Regions from separate parts of the Mus musculus genome. Here region 2 is linked to region 1. The links are chromatin contacts, called in public Hi-C maps. All regions are on one chromosome and are shown on one strand. Each heading gives the region's core, a stretch centred on a gene start, on an enhancer-like site or on the middle of the called end of the contact. The rest is flanking DNA. Distances are from core to core; before and after follow the strand shown.

Region 1 (7,837 bases), core at 3,062-5,561:
GCCCCCTGCTGATATGTGTACATGTACAGCTTGATCTTCATGTGGGTCCGCCAACAGTTGGAGTGGGGTCTGTCTCTCTTGCCTGCTTTTGGGTCTCTTTTTTTTCTAGCTGAACTGCTTTGTCTGGCCTCACTTAGAGACTGATGAGACTTGTGCAGCAATGGATTGGTACCAGGGGTGGGGGTTACCCTTCTCAGAGAAGGGGAGGAGAGAATGGGAGAAGGGTGGTGGGAGGGTGACCTGGAGGAGAGGAGGGAGGGGGCCTTTGATCAAGGATATAAAGTGGATAGATAAATTAATGACAAAAAAAGTTAAAACCTTAAGCCAACTTTACTCAAGAGCTAGTCATGTAACTAATGTTACAGAAGAGTGTGAGCATGTGCTAACATCAAAGCAGAACAAAATGTTTGATCCTGACACTTGGAAAATAGCTTCCAAGGGCTATATTAAACACTCAAAGAAAAGAATCACAGTGGAAATAGGCAAAATCAGTAACAAAGAGGGCTAAGTATATACTTTAATACTGTAACTCATATTCTAGGCCTGATATTTAAAATGAACAACTTTGAAGTTCTAAGGATTCAGCTACTAAAATTTCTATGTGTTTATCAACAACTTATACATCAAAGTCAAGCTAACTGTGCCACACTATCGGGCCCACACTTTACTTCACAGATTGTAGTTTAGCCTGCATGATCCAGTGTTGTGGAAGGTGATTGATGTTGTCTCTTCCTTAGCATCATGAATAGCACCTTAGGCACTATGAAAGCTAGCCACCATCGAGGACTTTCCTGGTCAGTTTGAAATTGATTTCTCCATGTTCTGCAGATAATGTGTGTGCTGTCTTCTTGAATGGAGTCTTAACATGGTGGCTAATCAGGGCAACAGTAACATTATGATAATGCTATTATCAATTAAACTGAATAGAGTAGCCCTAATTAAATACATGAAATTATAACAACTCTCATTTTTGATAATGGTACCAAAATAATGCAGTGGTGAAAGTTCAGTGTTTGGAAAACTGGAAAGTCACGTGCAGAAGAATAAATGTTGATTCTTGTCTCTTACACTGCTCTAAAAGACATTTAAATGAGTCAGAGACATCAGCATATGACCCAAAGCTGTAATAACACTGGAAGAAAATCAAAGGGAAAATAATTGAAGACACAGATAGAAGGCTAAGACATTCTGAAAAAGGCTTCAACTTCTCAACAAAGAGTAGCAGGAATAAGTAAGTGAGATTTATTGAAAATAAAAAGCTTCCTTAAACCAAGTCTACCTAATGCTGCTATTGAAATGCATTTAAAAATCACTTGCAATTAACTTTAGTCAGATATAATTTATTTATACTAATCTTCATCCCTATATACTTGCATACATTTTGAAAAATAAATCACTCGTAACCATTAATGTTATAAAATATTTCTATAATTCCAAATTCATAATGCTTTGCAAAAATGAACAATGTTGTGGGTCAAACAAACTTGATGTGATATATTTGGTTAAATATACTATGTTTTAAGGTGATATTAAGTTCACATCAAAACCCAAAAGAAATATATGTACTTACAGGTACTGCCTCCAAGCTTGAAGATTTTCTCCCATTCTTAGCATTCTTGACTATTGTATTCCATTTGTTATGTTGAGTGAACAGAGTTGACACTTCATCATGACTTGGACAGTAGTGTACAACAGGGCTTACTTTTGATATTTTATACTACATGTTTGAACATATGTGTGAGTCTCAACACCTTTGCAGCAAATAGATTAGCTTTGATGTTGTATAAATCTTCTGTTTCCAATGTATTTATTCTTTTGCCTTCCTCTCTGCAAACAACTAATGATATTTTATTGTCTTCACACTTCATTTGTTCCAGAATGCTGCACAGATAAAATAGTGTAGAATAGGGTCTCTTTTGATTAGTCATCTGTATTTATATTTCCTGTATTTTGTGATGGATACTTCATACATTTAGCATTGAATACTATTCAGTCACACAGCCATAGAATCATTTAATTAGCCATTCACTCACTGAAGGAACACGTGGTTGTTTTGACAATTAAAAACAAAATAAATATTGTGCATATTTTCATATGGCTTTGATATTTAATTTTTGAAAGATTCATTTTTCTTCTGTAGTAGTTTATACATAATTAGTAATTCAATTTGTCTATTTTATGGTTTGTTTGTCATAGTGTTTCATAATTTAACCATAATAGCTGTATATGTAATCAGTTGTTACCATTTAAATAATATTTCATTTTATGAAAATAGCATGATTTTCTTCTCTAAGCAGTTGTTTATAGACATTTAGTCTGTTTTCAGATTGGAAATATAAAGAAAAAAATGTTATAAACATAACCCAAGATCAACCCTTCCTTCTTCATGCTCTGACAACAGTTGGTTAAGACCACTCACTGTGTAAATTAGCTATTTTGTATGGTTGCTTGTTATTTTCCCTCATTAAGTTTCTCACCTCCTCATTAAGTTTCTTAACTTCACATGACAACCTAGCTTTGCTGCTTTTGTATTTTCTATATTTCAAACAGTGTTAACATATTTGAAATCTAAACGTTGACATTTATCTGTTTTGTTAGCCTTAATTTGCTTATAAATCTGTGGGGAAAATTGTTCTGCAAAGTAATTAAAGCATTTAGTGTGATTTTTTGTCTTAAAAGATTTATGGACTAAAGAATCACCATATTTAGATTCTTTGTATTGAAAAATAATGAAATGCATTCTATACATGCCTAATCGCTTTGTACATTGAATTATTTTAAAGCTACTCTCACTCTAAAGAATCGAATTGTCCTCTGCTCAGATAAGAAGATATTCTTCAACAAAGCTTGTGCATTGAGAGGGTAGGCATGGAGCAATAAGAGAAGGGTCTACCACTTATCTAAACATATCAACAGACTTAACCGTGACAATCAATAGGGTGACTGATATCACAACCAGATCACTTACATGTCATCAAGAAGCTCTTTGTATATATGAAATACAAATCACTTCCCTATACTCTTCAAACATTTTTTACTATCATTTTATACCAATAAAGATATTCATATGATGGATAAAATATATCTGCAAAAACCACACAAAAACTAATTATTAATATGTAGAAAATATAGCTGTACTTATAACTTTAAATAAATAACATTTTAACCCAGCTTAAAAATTCAGGCATAATTATAAACAATAATCTTTCTTGTTAAAAGTTCGAGAACACCAAGCTGACAAAATCACTGAAGAGGTGTTACGATAGTTTAATGACTCTACTTGCAACTAATTGGGTCAAAGCCTTATTTTTTTAATAGGCCAAGTTTGGAATGTCAACCATGAGATCGTTGTATTTCTCTGCCCTTAGGACAGATAAAGTAAAACAACCAAGAAAAGCAAAAGCAAGTCTGCAGGAAGTCAAGAGATTAGCAACACCAAGTGAGTTATTCTTGATATAGAAGGTTTGCATCTCCTGTTGCTCTCTTGTTTGCATCCATTCTGTGTCTTGAATTTGTTGCATACCAATATCATGTGTGTATCCTCAATATTTTCCTAGCTTTAGAAGTCTGTATTGCATACTAACAAAAGCTTTGATTATTGGGGCAGGGGTAGTCATAATCCCTTAATTGTGTGTCTGTATGTGTTTTGTCTATGTAGTATGTTTGAACAAGGTTTCCTAAATATTGCTTTTGGTGTTGGGGTACAAGTTTAGGGGATACATATATATATATATATATATATATAGTATATTACTTATATAAAGGATATATATGTGTATATATATAGTATATTACTTAGTTATGTCTTATAAAATCTTAAAAGTAAGGGTTTTTAAAATACCTCTTTGTTATTTTTGTCCCAACTCTTGGTTAGCAATTCTCAAGGCTGTCTCACCTTTCAATTAGATCCTGTTTTCTTTTGAATAGATAGTGTGCTATAGATAAGCTATAAATTCCATTATTGCACACTAAATACATTTAAAAGGCATAGTAAGAACTAGCCATTTCAAGAACTATTATTTATCCTAATTGTTCCCATCTGAGTTTGGAAAGGATCCTGGCCTGAAAGTCTTCAACAACTTGCCAAAAGCCTGTCAGCTTTGATAACTCGCACTGCTCTGAACTTGGCTCAGAAGGGTCAGTTTCAGAGTGAACACTAAGCTCCCCACGATATCCAAGCTTGCTTAAAAATGCAGAAACACTGCCAGCTGACTTGCAAGCCACTAGATTTTCGACCTTAAGAGGCTCATGTTTTCTTGGAACCAGGGATGGGCTGGTAAGCAAAAGGAAGCCATTCCCATGTGGAACTACAGAGCAGATGGAGTGGCCCTGTGTGCTGGGGACCATCTGTTTTTGTTAGAACATGGTTTATGCATTGGCCTAATGATTTAGAATGAACCTAGGGATACAACAAAGCCCTAAATTAAGCTTATTTGATTAAATAACTGAATGCATCTATGCACTTTATTTAATTATTTTATGTTACATTAATCTTTGTTACATATAGTTTTTTTTTTTCACTTACGAATTATGTAAACATTGTTGGTGTCTTTATTACCAGGGTTATAGTCAATTGGTTTTTTTTTTTAAGGGTATAATTTGTGCTATTAAATTGTAAACATCATGAAGCAAAGAATGAAATATTTGCCTCTTCGTGGTTACAGTTACTTTGTTTAATAAAAGCCTAGAGGCTTAAGAGAGGACATTACCACATATTTGTGTCATGAATGAATAAATGCGGAAATAATAAAATGAATGAAGAAGATGGACGATGTATTTAAAAATGTTCCTTTTTTTTTCCTGGTCTCATAAACTTTCTCATTGGTGACATTTTAAAGATCTTTTTGATAGGTAAATTATATTTTGTAATGTTCCTTTGAAGTTTGTTCTTTGTTATCTTATTTATGATTGTATGTACTTTCTTCCCATGTATACCATAGTTAAAATCTGACTTATACCTCTATGATCACTATTCCTAGTTGTTAACTTGACCCCATCTAGAATGAACTACAATCCAGAAATGTAGGGCACACCTGTATTGCAGATCTTGAGGCTTGTGATCTGGATCTTGACATAGTAACTACGAAAACCTTAGGCCCTGGCAAGGTGGGTATACACATTTAATGACAGGAGACAGAGGCGAGCAGATCTCTGAGTTCAAGAAGAGCACGAGACAGAGCAAATTCCAAGTAAAGAATAGCTTAAGTTCAGACATGGTGGTACACACCTTTAATCTGGGCCATATGCTCTGGTAGAGGCCTACATAATGAAGGCTTCCTTTTCCACTGCCTGTTTGTGTTTACTTCCCAGCACATCTGTTGGAACCTACTTCTTCAGGATTCCTGTTCGTACAGAAGACCAGCTGAAACACCTAGCCTTGTGGGAGTGAGCAATTACTAGATTCTTGGATTTCCATTCAAAGTGCCCACTAATGGGTTAGTTAAGACTCCAGACTGTAAGTCATTCCAATAATTTCCTTTAATATAACGAGATATTCCATAAGTTCTGTAACTCTAGAAATCCCTGACTAATACAACATTAGAACTCCTTATAAATCATTTATCTTCATTCATTTAGAGAAGGCAACCCCTTTATTGAGTCTGACTAATACCAAGTGTCATCAGTGATGTTGTATAACTCTCGTCTTCCTGTCACCTCTGTTGTATACTTCTATGAAGCCAGTTATAACAAGAAATTCTGATGACTACCATCCTGTATGGAAGTCCAGCCTTCCCAGATGAAATATAAGAGAAAATATGCATGACTATGTCAGTCTGGAGATAAGTAAACCTCTGGTTCACTTACATGGTGAAGAGAAAGACAAAATGATGCTAGGTATGGAATGTTTGACTTACACTCAAAACCGTGGTAATTAAAAATACAACACATAAGTGGATGCTCACAGTCAGCTATTGGATGGATCACAGGGCCCCCAATGGAGGAGCTAGAGAAAGTACCCAAGGAGCTAAAGGGATCTGCAACCCTATAGGTAGAACAACATTATGAACTAACCAGTACCCCGGAGCTCTTGACTCTAGCTGCATATGTATCAAAAGATGGCCTAGTCGGCCATCACTGGAAATAGAGGCCCATTGGACATGCAAACTTTATATGCCCCAGTACAGGGGAATGCCAGGGCCAAAAGGTGGGAGTGGGTAGGTAGGGGAGTGGGGGGGGGAGCAGGGTATGGGGAACTTTTGGAATAGCATTGGAAATGTGAATGAGGAAAATACCTAATTAAAAAAAATACAACATAAGAAAATTATTGGTAAAAAAATGAAAATTATTGTTTAAAGACAGGTGTTAGTAGAATAACAATCACAGTACATAACATATATGTACTTTCATGATTAACTACACTATGAAACATGATAAATATGCTAAGAATATGTAGATCATAAATAAAATGATCAGTATTGTCCAGAATCATTTAGTATCACAGATCTTAGATTTTGCAGAATATGGAAATTTAGATTTTATTTTTTTCTTTTTTTAAGATTTATTTAATTATTTTATGTATGTGTGTACACTGTAGTTGTGTCCATTGTGAGGCTTAATGTGGTTGTTGGAATTGAATTTTTAGGGCCTCTGCTCTCTCCAGTTGGCCCTGCTTGCTTCGATCAACTCTGATTGCTCAGTCCCTGCTTGCTCTGGCCCAAAGATTTATTATTTATCATTATACGTCTTCAGACACACCAGAAGTCAGATCTCATTACGGGTGGTTTTGATCCACCATGTGGTTGCTGGGATTTGAACTCAGGACCTTCAGAAGAGCAGTCACTGCACTTACTCGCTGAGACATCTCACCATCCCTGGAAATTTAGATTCTAACACCAACAACACATGGTAATCATCAAGAACACTATTCTGGGGAGGCATCTTTGAACATCCACATGTACAGCATATATAAACATACCCATAAATAATAATTTAAAAAATAATCATGAAATTAAATAGAAGCAATTGAACATCATAGAAAGATTTTTTGCACTCTGTCCCATACTTATACTCACAGTGAAAAATTAAACTGATTGAAGTGATTTTATGCCATTCAAATACTCAATATTCAAAGGCCAATTTATAGACATATAGCCCCAAAATTTAGATGTAGATGTTTAATTGAGGAGCTTAAAAGATACAATAGTATATTTACACAAGATCTAAAGTGTTTGAGTTCTTTACCAAAATCAGATACCTCAAGTGTCAAGATAATATATGACTCTCCTTTCTGAGGGTTGGTATGTTAATATGAAGCTACTCATTAGCTCAAGTTCTTTATTCTGGTTTTCAATGAGTACCAATTGATAGGAAGACATGAACAAGAAGTTTTATTTTCAAACACATAGTAGTGGAAATATAAATGACAATAAGATGCCATGATTTAAAAAAAAACCTGGAAGAGATGATTTTAGTGTTTTGTCAAATGAGTTATGCTTTCAAAGGTAAATATTTAACCTTGATTAAACATTAGATAGTATATATATATATGAATGAATATATTATGTTATAATTCATATGTTTTATATATCTTTATGCACCATTTAAGAATTGAAGATAGGTTAATAATAACAATTTGATATCTAAAGAACACACGAAAAGCAGAAAAAAGCTCTTCAGAAAGTTCTAAGGGCAATGGCGATGAGATTCACAATGTCCCTGGAGAATGACAACAGGAGGGGAAAACTTAGGCCTAGTACTCTTCAAAGAAAATAAATAGGAAAGTGTTTTCTTCACCCATGGAAGGAGTTACAGAGACAAAGTTTGGAGCTGAGACGAAAGGATGGACCATGTAGAGACTGCCATATCCAGGGATCCACCCCATAATCAGCTTCCAAAC
Region 2 (7,837 bases), core at 2,883-5,382, 540 kb before region 1:
TTTCTTTCTTTCTTTCTTTCTTTCTTTCTCTCTCTCTCTCTCTCTCTCTCTCTCTCTCTTTCTTTCTTTCTTTCTTTCTTTCTTTCTTTCTTTCTTTCTTTCTTCTCTTTGCTTCCTTTATTTCTCTCTTTCTCTCTCTCCCTTCCTTCTTTCCTTGATTCCCTCCTTCCTTCTTTTTGTCCTTTCTTCCTTCCCTTTTTCCTTCTATACCTCTCTCCCTTCCTCCCACAGTCTTTGTCTGTCTGTCTTAAGACAGGATCTCATTACATAGACTTTGCTGACTTGGACCTTGCTACACAGATTGGGCTGGCCTCCAGCTTATGGAGATCCACCAAGTTCACTTCTTGGCTGCTGAGAATGTATTCCTTTAGTTAGGATTCATTCTGTTTTTATCTATACCATTCTATACTTGGTTTCTTCTAATGTAATTAAACAGAAATACAGCAATCTTTGGAAACACTTCTTTAATGGTTTGTACTTAAAATGCCTCTTACTAGTCCTTAATGTAGGAAGAATAGGGCTAATTCCATATTCTCCATGGGGCAGAGAGAAAGACCCATGCTATTTATTCCATCTGAGAGGGAACGTGCACTAGTTTAGCAATAAAAAATTCAAAGGAAGGAACTTTTTGGATTATCAACTGGCATCAGAAACAAACATACCTGCATACCCATTGCTGGTCTCAATAATTTACCCCAAAGAGTACCTGTGCATAGCTAGCCCAGTCTTAAAAAGTATTATCCCATTAAGAATAGATGAGAGAAAAGGAGTTATATATTTTTCATCATGTAGGTATACTTCAGGGTTTTCTATTAATGTCAAATTAGCATAGGGATATATAGGAAATTTTTACTAAAGGTAAAATGGCCTAGGGAGCTAACACTGGGGGACATGTGGGCCCCAAAAAGCACCCATGCTGTAACTGGCCTTCCTGACATGGGCACACTTGAACATAAACATCTGTTTATTGCTATGAGGGTAAGAAATGTCACAATAGCTGAAACACTGATCTGTGCTATCTCTGTTTGATTCCCTAGAACATGAGTCCTATGCTCTGGGGATGATGATTTTGGGCGGTTATAAGTAGCTGGAAGCGTGAAGACTCAGCACCCAGGCCTCTCCGTAAGCCTGTGTATTGGAGATTCACAGGAATGTTCCTGAAAGGCACACTCAGACGTGAGAGGCAGATGGATGTGTCCCAGGAGGTATTCACACTTGCAGATACTTAACTTGATGGATCAGAGAAGAAAGTTGGAGAGATGTGTGCACATGAACACCCCGTTCCCTTCCATTCCAGTTATCTCATTTCATCCTTACATCATTAGAGCACCAGCCCTCAGCAGCGTCGTGCCCTACTCACAAGTTTGCCAACACCTTCTCCAAATCATAGTGATCAGCACAGTTAATAGACTTCAGCTGTCTTTTTGGGAGACCTGGCAACAAAGTTAACTGAAAGAAAGCCATTAAAAAAGGAAAGGAAAGGAAAGGAAAGGAAAGGAAAGGAAAGGAAAGGAAGGAAGACTATTTTATGGCCTAAATGTGGAAATAATACAGACCACCAGCTAAGGTAATAAATAGTTTAAAAAAAAAGAGAAAAAGAAAATGTTCAGGTTTACTTCAATATTATGTACATAAATGAATGGTGGCAAAAGATCACCCTTAAAAGGTCCCACATTTGCCAACAAACTATTGCTGCTATGACCATTCCACCCACAGCAATGGTCTGAATGCTGTATGAAGGAGCTAAGGGACAATGCTCAAGTCCCCCAGCAAGGTCACCGGCAAAGGACACCATGGAAGCCATTTTCTGGGACCGTCTCTAAGCTGCTCTTCTCTGTGTTGGCCCCTTAGGAGGATCCCTTGTCCTTCTGGGATTCTCAGTGTTCATCACTGGCTGGACTTCACCAAAGGAAACCACAGGGACTTCTGGAAGACATGGGCTTACAAAACTATGTATAACTCAGTAAAACTGGTCGTGACGTTTGTCTGAGACGTGAGAGCAACAGGGTGCTATGTGCAGAAAGGCATGCATCTGCAAGGTTCAGAGAGTCTTGAAAGGCAGTACACACCCCCTACAGCTCCCCGTCTATTTTAGTATGGGTTTCCAAGGAGGCTGGGGAATTTACAGTGGCTCATCTTTCTTTTTTATGTTTTTAAATCTTTTGTGAATTAATTAATATCTGAAAAGAAATACAAGCAGACCATTATTTCCACATTTCAATATATATGATTATATAATATATATACATATATAATATAAATATGTTATACACATGTATTACATATATATACATATATACATATATATATGTATACACACACATACACACACACACATATATATATATATGGAAGTAGGTTTTTTTGAAATCTTGTTTTCTTGGGCTCTGGCCTCAAAACCCCAAAAACCTTGAATGGTAAATATAAGTAATTTTTTCTTTTATTAACTATTTTGCATTGAAATAATTTACTCTTTAATTTAATTTTCTCCCTTTACTTTTTAGTCATGAAAAGATGGTTTATAAAATCAGTCCCTCCGTTTTACATACAGAAGACAATGAAGAACTCTTCAGACTTAGAAGGCAAATACTGACACATTCATGAATGCCGGAATATCAATAAATGGAAATAAACATGCCAGTTTTAAAAATGCGCTTGTGTGTTCTTGTCTGTACATGTGTGTTGGAGGCCAAAGATCAATGCTAATGCCTTTCTCAGTTGTTCTTCATTTATTTATGAAATTTTAAAAATAAATTTTAAAAATTATTTTTAAGCCTGGGTTGCTTAGTCAGTGTTCTCTTGCTAGGAAGAGACACCATGAGCAAGATGGCGTTTATAAAGGAAGGTATTTAATGGGAGGCTTGTTTACAGGGTTAGTAGCTTAGTCTATTATCACCATGCCAAGGATCGGTAGACATGCAGACAGACACGGCATTGGAGAAGTAGCCGAGTGTTCTATATCCTGATCCACAGGTAGCAAGGAGAGAGACACTGGTTCCGGTTGAACCTTTGAAACCACCCCTGGCCATATAGTTCCTCCAACGAGGCAGCCCTTGTTCCAACAAGGCCACCCCTTCTAGCTCTCCTTAGTTCACCAGGTGGGGACCAAGCATGGAAGTATAAGAGTCTATGGGAGCCCCTCTCACTGAAGCCACCACACTCTTGCTCATAACCCAGAGCTCACCCACTGGCTAGACTGGCTGACTGACCTGACACAGGAATTCCCTTGCTTTGCCTCCCCAGTGCTGGTACAGCAAGATTTTTTTATAGGTATGCAGGGGATTTGAACTCAGATCCTCATACTTGCACTACAAGTGTTTTATCAGCCGAGCCTTCTCCTCAGTCCCGGAAACCTGACAATGTTGAGACTCCCCCTGGGAGTGGTAAAAGCTTTTATTCTCCCTTCATTTTAATCTGGGATTATCTGCTTTCGTCTTTAAAATGAGGAGATGTACTGTGAAGGTGAACAGGTCAAGTCAGGTTGTCTGCTGAAGGAACATTCCATAATATCCCAGAATAAGTTTTGCCCTGCATTCACTGGCCTTGACTATGGGAACTTCCCGTGACACTGCTTTGTGCTTGTGCTATTATGTGTTGTTCGAGGGATCTAGCTGCAGATCTAGTTAACTTTCTAAATCAGTTCAGAAATGACTGAACTAAGATAGGAACATGTTCCAGCTGGGCTTTACTTGCGCACACAATCTATTTTAATGTAGAAGGTCAAGAGGTTCGAAGTAGAGGCAGTTGGAGATCTGCAGGCATTGGCTATTCTTCCTGGCTTGGAGCGAGATGGGGCTTTGTGGTAAGAAATTTGAGTGACCTCTGTTGGCTGAGAATAGCCTCTGGATCCTAATTCCGAAGGAAATGGATGCTTTGGCCTTGCATCCTTGCAAAGAAAACCAATGGACGCAGTTTTTTACTCCTTCACAGGCTTCAGACCCAAACTGACACCTGATTTCGCTGTAGCTGCTATCACTTGGCCCTAGTGATAACAGCAGAGATGCCAGTCACACAGGGATAGACTTGTGACTTAGGGAGCTGTGCGGGAGAAATGAGTCTGTCCTACGTTGAGGTGCCGAGTTGTCAGTGGTCCATCCACAGCTCTAGATAACCAGCAGCTTCTGAAGAGCTTGCTCTCTTCCCTGGTGTGGCATCTGGACACTGTCATGAGCTCACGCCCACATCAGCCTGCACTGAGCAGAGTGGAGGTACTCTGGTCACAATGGGTCAGTCTCCAGAAGCCAGGCCTCCTAAGCAAACCACGTTGGATTTGCAGCAGTATCTCATGGACACAGAGTTTCTCTTTCTCATCACCCACCTCACTTCTGGAGTCTTTATGTCACGCTGAGCACATGCACTGTTTGTTCCTTTTAGAAGGCTGAATGTGACCATTTTTAGTACACGGAGCTGTTCTCTGCCTCCTGATAAAAGACTGTTTCTACGAGACACTCACATTCTACAGTGCTTCTGCTTCTATACAGCTTTTCTATCTGCTGTTGCCATTACCCACAGTCAACTGTTTCAAAAAATAATACTCTAAAATTCCACAAACAATCCATCACTTTTAAACTGTGTGCTGTCTGTGTAGCACTTTGAAGTCACACGCTGTTCTTCTTTGTCCCATCAGGATTGTGAATCATATTTCTGTCCAGTGACTCCAACATTAACTCTGCTACCTTCCCACTAGCCACTTAGTATGTGTCTGTGTTATCAGATTGTTGGTTTGTGATACCATAGTAATTGCACTCTGGTAATACTGATTTCACTTAATAGTGGGTCCAAGGCATAAGATAATGCTGTGGAAAACTTGTATATGCCAATGAGAAGTCAGAGATCCATATCATTAAGTCAAAAGATGTACGGTTTTTTTGACTTAATAAGGAAAGAGGAAGACTTATGTTCGAATGTAGTTAAAATTTATGATACTATTGGTAATCTCATATGATACCTAATTTACAAATTAATCTTTATAATGGGTGTATGTATAGAAGAAAAAAACCCACTTCCATAGTATTTATAGAGTTCAGTAATATCTGTGTTCTCAGATGTCCACCAGAAATCTTGGAGGCTATTCCCCAAGAGTAAAGAGATGTGTCACAGAGCTTCGTGGCGCTGTGGCACGGCTGTGGTCAGGAATACTATACAGGAATTCCACATGGAATTCCTCATTGCTTCTCCAGTTGAAGTGGCAACCCAATCACAGCACTTTATGATGAGAATCTTGGGGTGAATTGTAATCTAACTTTTTTTTTTTTTGCCGTTGTAAATACAGCTGCAAATTTTAAATATGTGAAAAGTAAATAAGTGGTCTTGTCAAGCTTCTGATTATGGTCAACAGCAGACGTGCTGTGGTGGATGACAGAAGTAAAAACTGCAGATGAAAACATCCCCGTGGCGATCTTATGCTGTCATCGTTTGAGCACACGTTTCTAAATATAAGCAATGTATCCGCACACGTGAGTCTGAATGATCTTCAATGAACTTGGGAGGCTCTTTCGCAATCTTGGGTCTTTTATTCAGGCTATTTTGTGCTCTGAAACGAAAGGCAGTCTGTGAAGCAGAGTCAAGTGTGAATGCACCTTAAATGATGCCACAAGCAAATGTGAGGGACCTTGGCTTTGCAAATCCAAGGTTCCATATATTTAGGATATTAAATGTTCATATCTTTGTCCTCATACATGTAACCATATACTCTCAGCATGTAAGTCTCCAATTTTATATCCTAGACCCTCAGTATACATCGCAGAGCCAGACAGAAAACAAACACTCAAATTTAGAATAAACTAGATATGACAGTGCCCCTATGCCCATACAAAAGAATTAGTTTTCCTATTTCTTAATGATGAGGGTGAACACAAAGAGACAAAGGTTCCATGGGCCATGGTTATGTACAGTAGATAGGGTTAGAAGTATCCTGGACCCCACAGGCAGTAGGAAGGGAGGTCTCACCATCCTCAAGTTAGCCTTTGTCAAAGGACAGAGGGCAGAAATCCTGCGCACTTGGGAAAAGCCGTGATGTGCTTCCAAGTGCAAAGCAATGCTGGTCCTCCAGTTAAGATTTCAGGAAGGACACACCCACCCAGTCACCTGGATAAACCTCAGCTGGACGTCACCACCTCTCCACGGGCCACCAGCTCTTGACAATTCTTGGGCGAGCTCGGGTGGCACTGTGATGACAGTCTGTAGCTTCCCTGAGCAGCTGCAGGTTGGCTACGCTGACGATGGGATTTTCTAAGCCAGGTGTGGATTTTATTTTGATTTTCATCAGTCTCATAAAACCTCGGATTTAAGGGACATTTAAGGACATGGAAGGCACAATGGAGCATCATTCCTGAAATGGGATATCTGTGCTGGCAATGGGAGTCTTCGTCACATGCTTGGGACGGCATAATTATAATAATACAGACTATGTCGCCTTTTCAGGAGTTGAGAATTCATTTACAGATCTGGTACCATCGCATAGTTTCTGAATGACCTCGGGTTGCTTAATTTTTCTAACCTTAAATTTTCACAGAAATGAGACATTATGCTCTAAATAGGGATTTCTGCAAGGGATCTCTCATTCCTTACTGATGATATTTCTTTCATTTCGGAGGGATCTCTCTCTCTCTCTCTCTTCCTTTGTTAGCTTAAGACTTGTGACACATCCTGCATCGAGTACAAGCTTACCCATCTGGTGAGTATAAGCATGTGTGTTAGTGTCACCCAGCCGCACTTTCCACGGGGAGCGAGCAATAGAGCATTTTATTTATGTGAAGTTCTATGAATGTATACGATGGGTTTCATTTGCAGACCTCATCAGCCCTTATTGTCCCTCCCACCCCTCGCTATGCTGAAACTTCTCTTTTTTTCTAACAAGTCTCAATCTAGGAAGCTTCTTACGGGGAACAGATTTTTTTTTTTTCCTGCTGGAATGGTCAGGGAAGGCCCACCTTTTTCTTCAGAAGTGCCCCCCTGTCTGTTGTACTGAGTTAGTTCCAAGGCAAATTTACAACCTTCCAAGGTTTGACTGACTTGCCATTTGCTCCTGTCAGACACAAAGAAACCCACAGCCAGTTTGGGCACCATAGTGAGAGACTCCATTTTCCCCTGTTTCTTTTTTCTTTTTCTTTTAACCTATTATTGGCTCTTTGTGCTTTCACATCCTGCACCCCAGTCCCACTCATTTCTAATCCCTTCATATCTGCTTTCTGCCCTTTCAACTGTCTCCTCAAAATAAAACAAACAAACAAACAAACAAACAAATAAAAAGCAAAACAACAACAACAACAACAACAACAACCACCCACCTGGCCACCATGGAAGCTGCCGAGTGTGTGTCACAGTGTGTCACACAGCATACTCTTTTGCACAAACAGATTTCTTAGCAAATGTTCATTGCAATGAGTCATTGGTCTGGTCCGAGGCCCCTGGCTTCTGCTATCCTGTCAATGCTGGATCCTCACCAGGACTCATGGAGATCCTACAACGTTGGTTGTGCAGGATCAGCTTCTTCATGTGCTCCAGCAGTGCAGATGTAGAGAAAGGAGGGTGGTGAGGAACAGTCTGATATGAGGGACCTGTACTGCCACCCGAGGCCATGATAATGTTCCAGCCAAGGCAGCTGCCAAGGGCCATGTCTAGGTCTGTGTCAATGTCCGTGATCTATGTTATCACCAAAGGCTATATGGATGCCTCTAGTCTAAGCTGCTGTCTGGGGTCATGCTAATAGTCAAGGACTGCACAGTGTCCTGCCCCTCCCTGGGCACAGCACTCTGGAGAGTAGCCCCTGCATCTCACCTGGACATCACAATAGATCTGGCCTTGGTGGTGTGGGTTCAGGAGAGGTGGCCCAAAA

The links. Hi-C and Micro-C count contacts between places; a contact is called where the count stands out from the background.
Region 2: a contact with region 1 is called in a Hi-C map of uterus, with 2.8 times the contacts expected there. The contact joins two enhancer-like sites. A contact is called at or near these places in 8 of 484 Hi-C or Micro-C datasets (the 3T3-L1 cell line, embryonic fibroblasts, liver and 3 more) and 2 of 115 datasets of contacts at active chromatin or transcription factors (fibro-adipogenic progenitors and heart atrium).

What each region holds. Positions count from the first base shown.
Region 1 is chr16:86,691,080-86,698,916 of GRCm38.p6, reverse strand. No RefSeq gene overlaps it. Among named protein-coding and RNA genes, the nearest start is that of Gm32461, 110 kb to the left of the region's middle. Within about 2 kb of position 4,311, at least 33 of the 459 cell types and tissues checked have an H3K27ac peak or open chromatin away from gene starts, as enhancers often do. A contact at or near this core is called in uterus, where this site is marked.
Region 2 is chr16:87,235,621-87,243,457 of GRCm38.p6, reverse strand. Gm41484 (a long non-coding RNA gene) reads left to right here. Exons shown (of 3, transcript XR_876207.2): 2 at 1,038-1,205; 3 at 2,505-2,621. Among named protein-coding and RNA genes, the nearest start is that of Gm41484, 7.2 kb to the left of the region's middle. Within about 2 kb of position 4,132, at least 7 of the 459 cell types and tissues checked have an H3K27ac peak or open chromatin away from gene starts, as enhancers often do. A contact at or near this core is called in uterus, where this site is marked.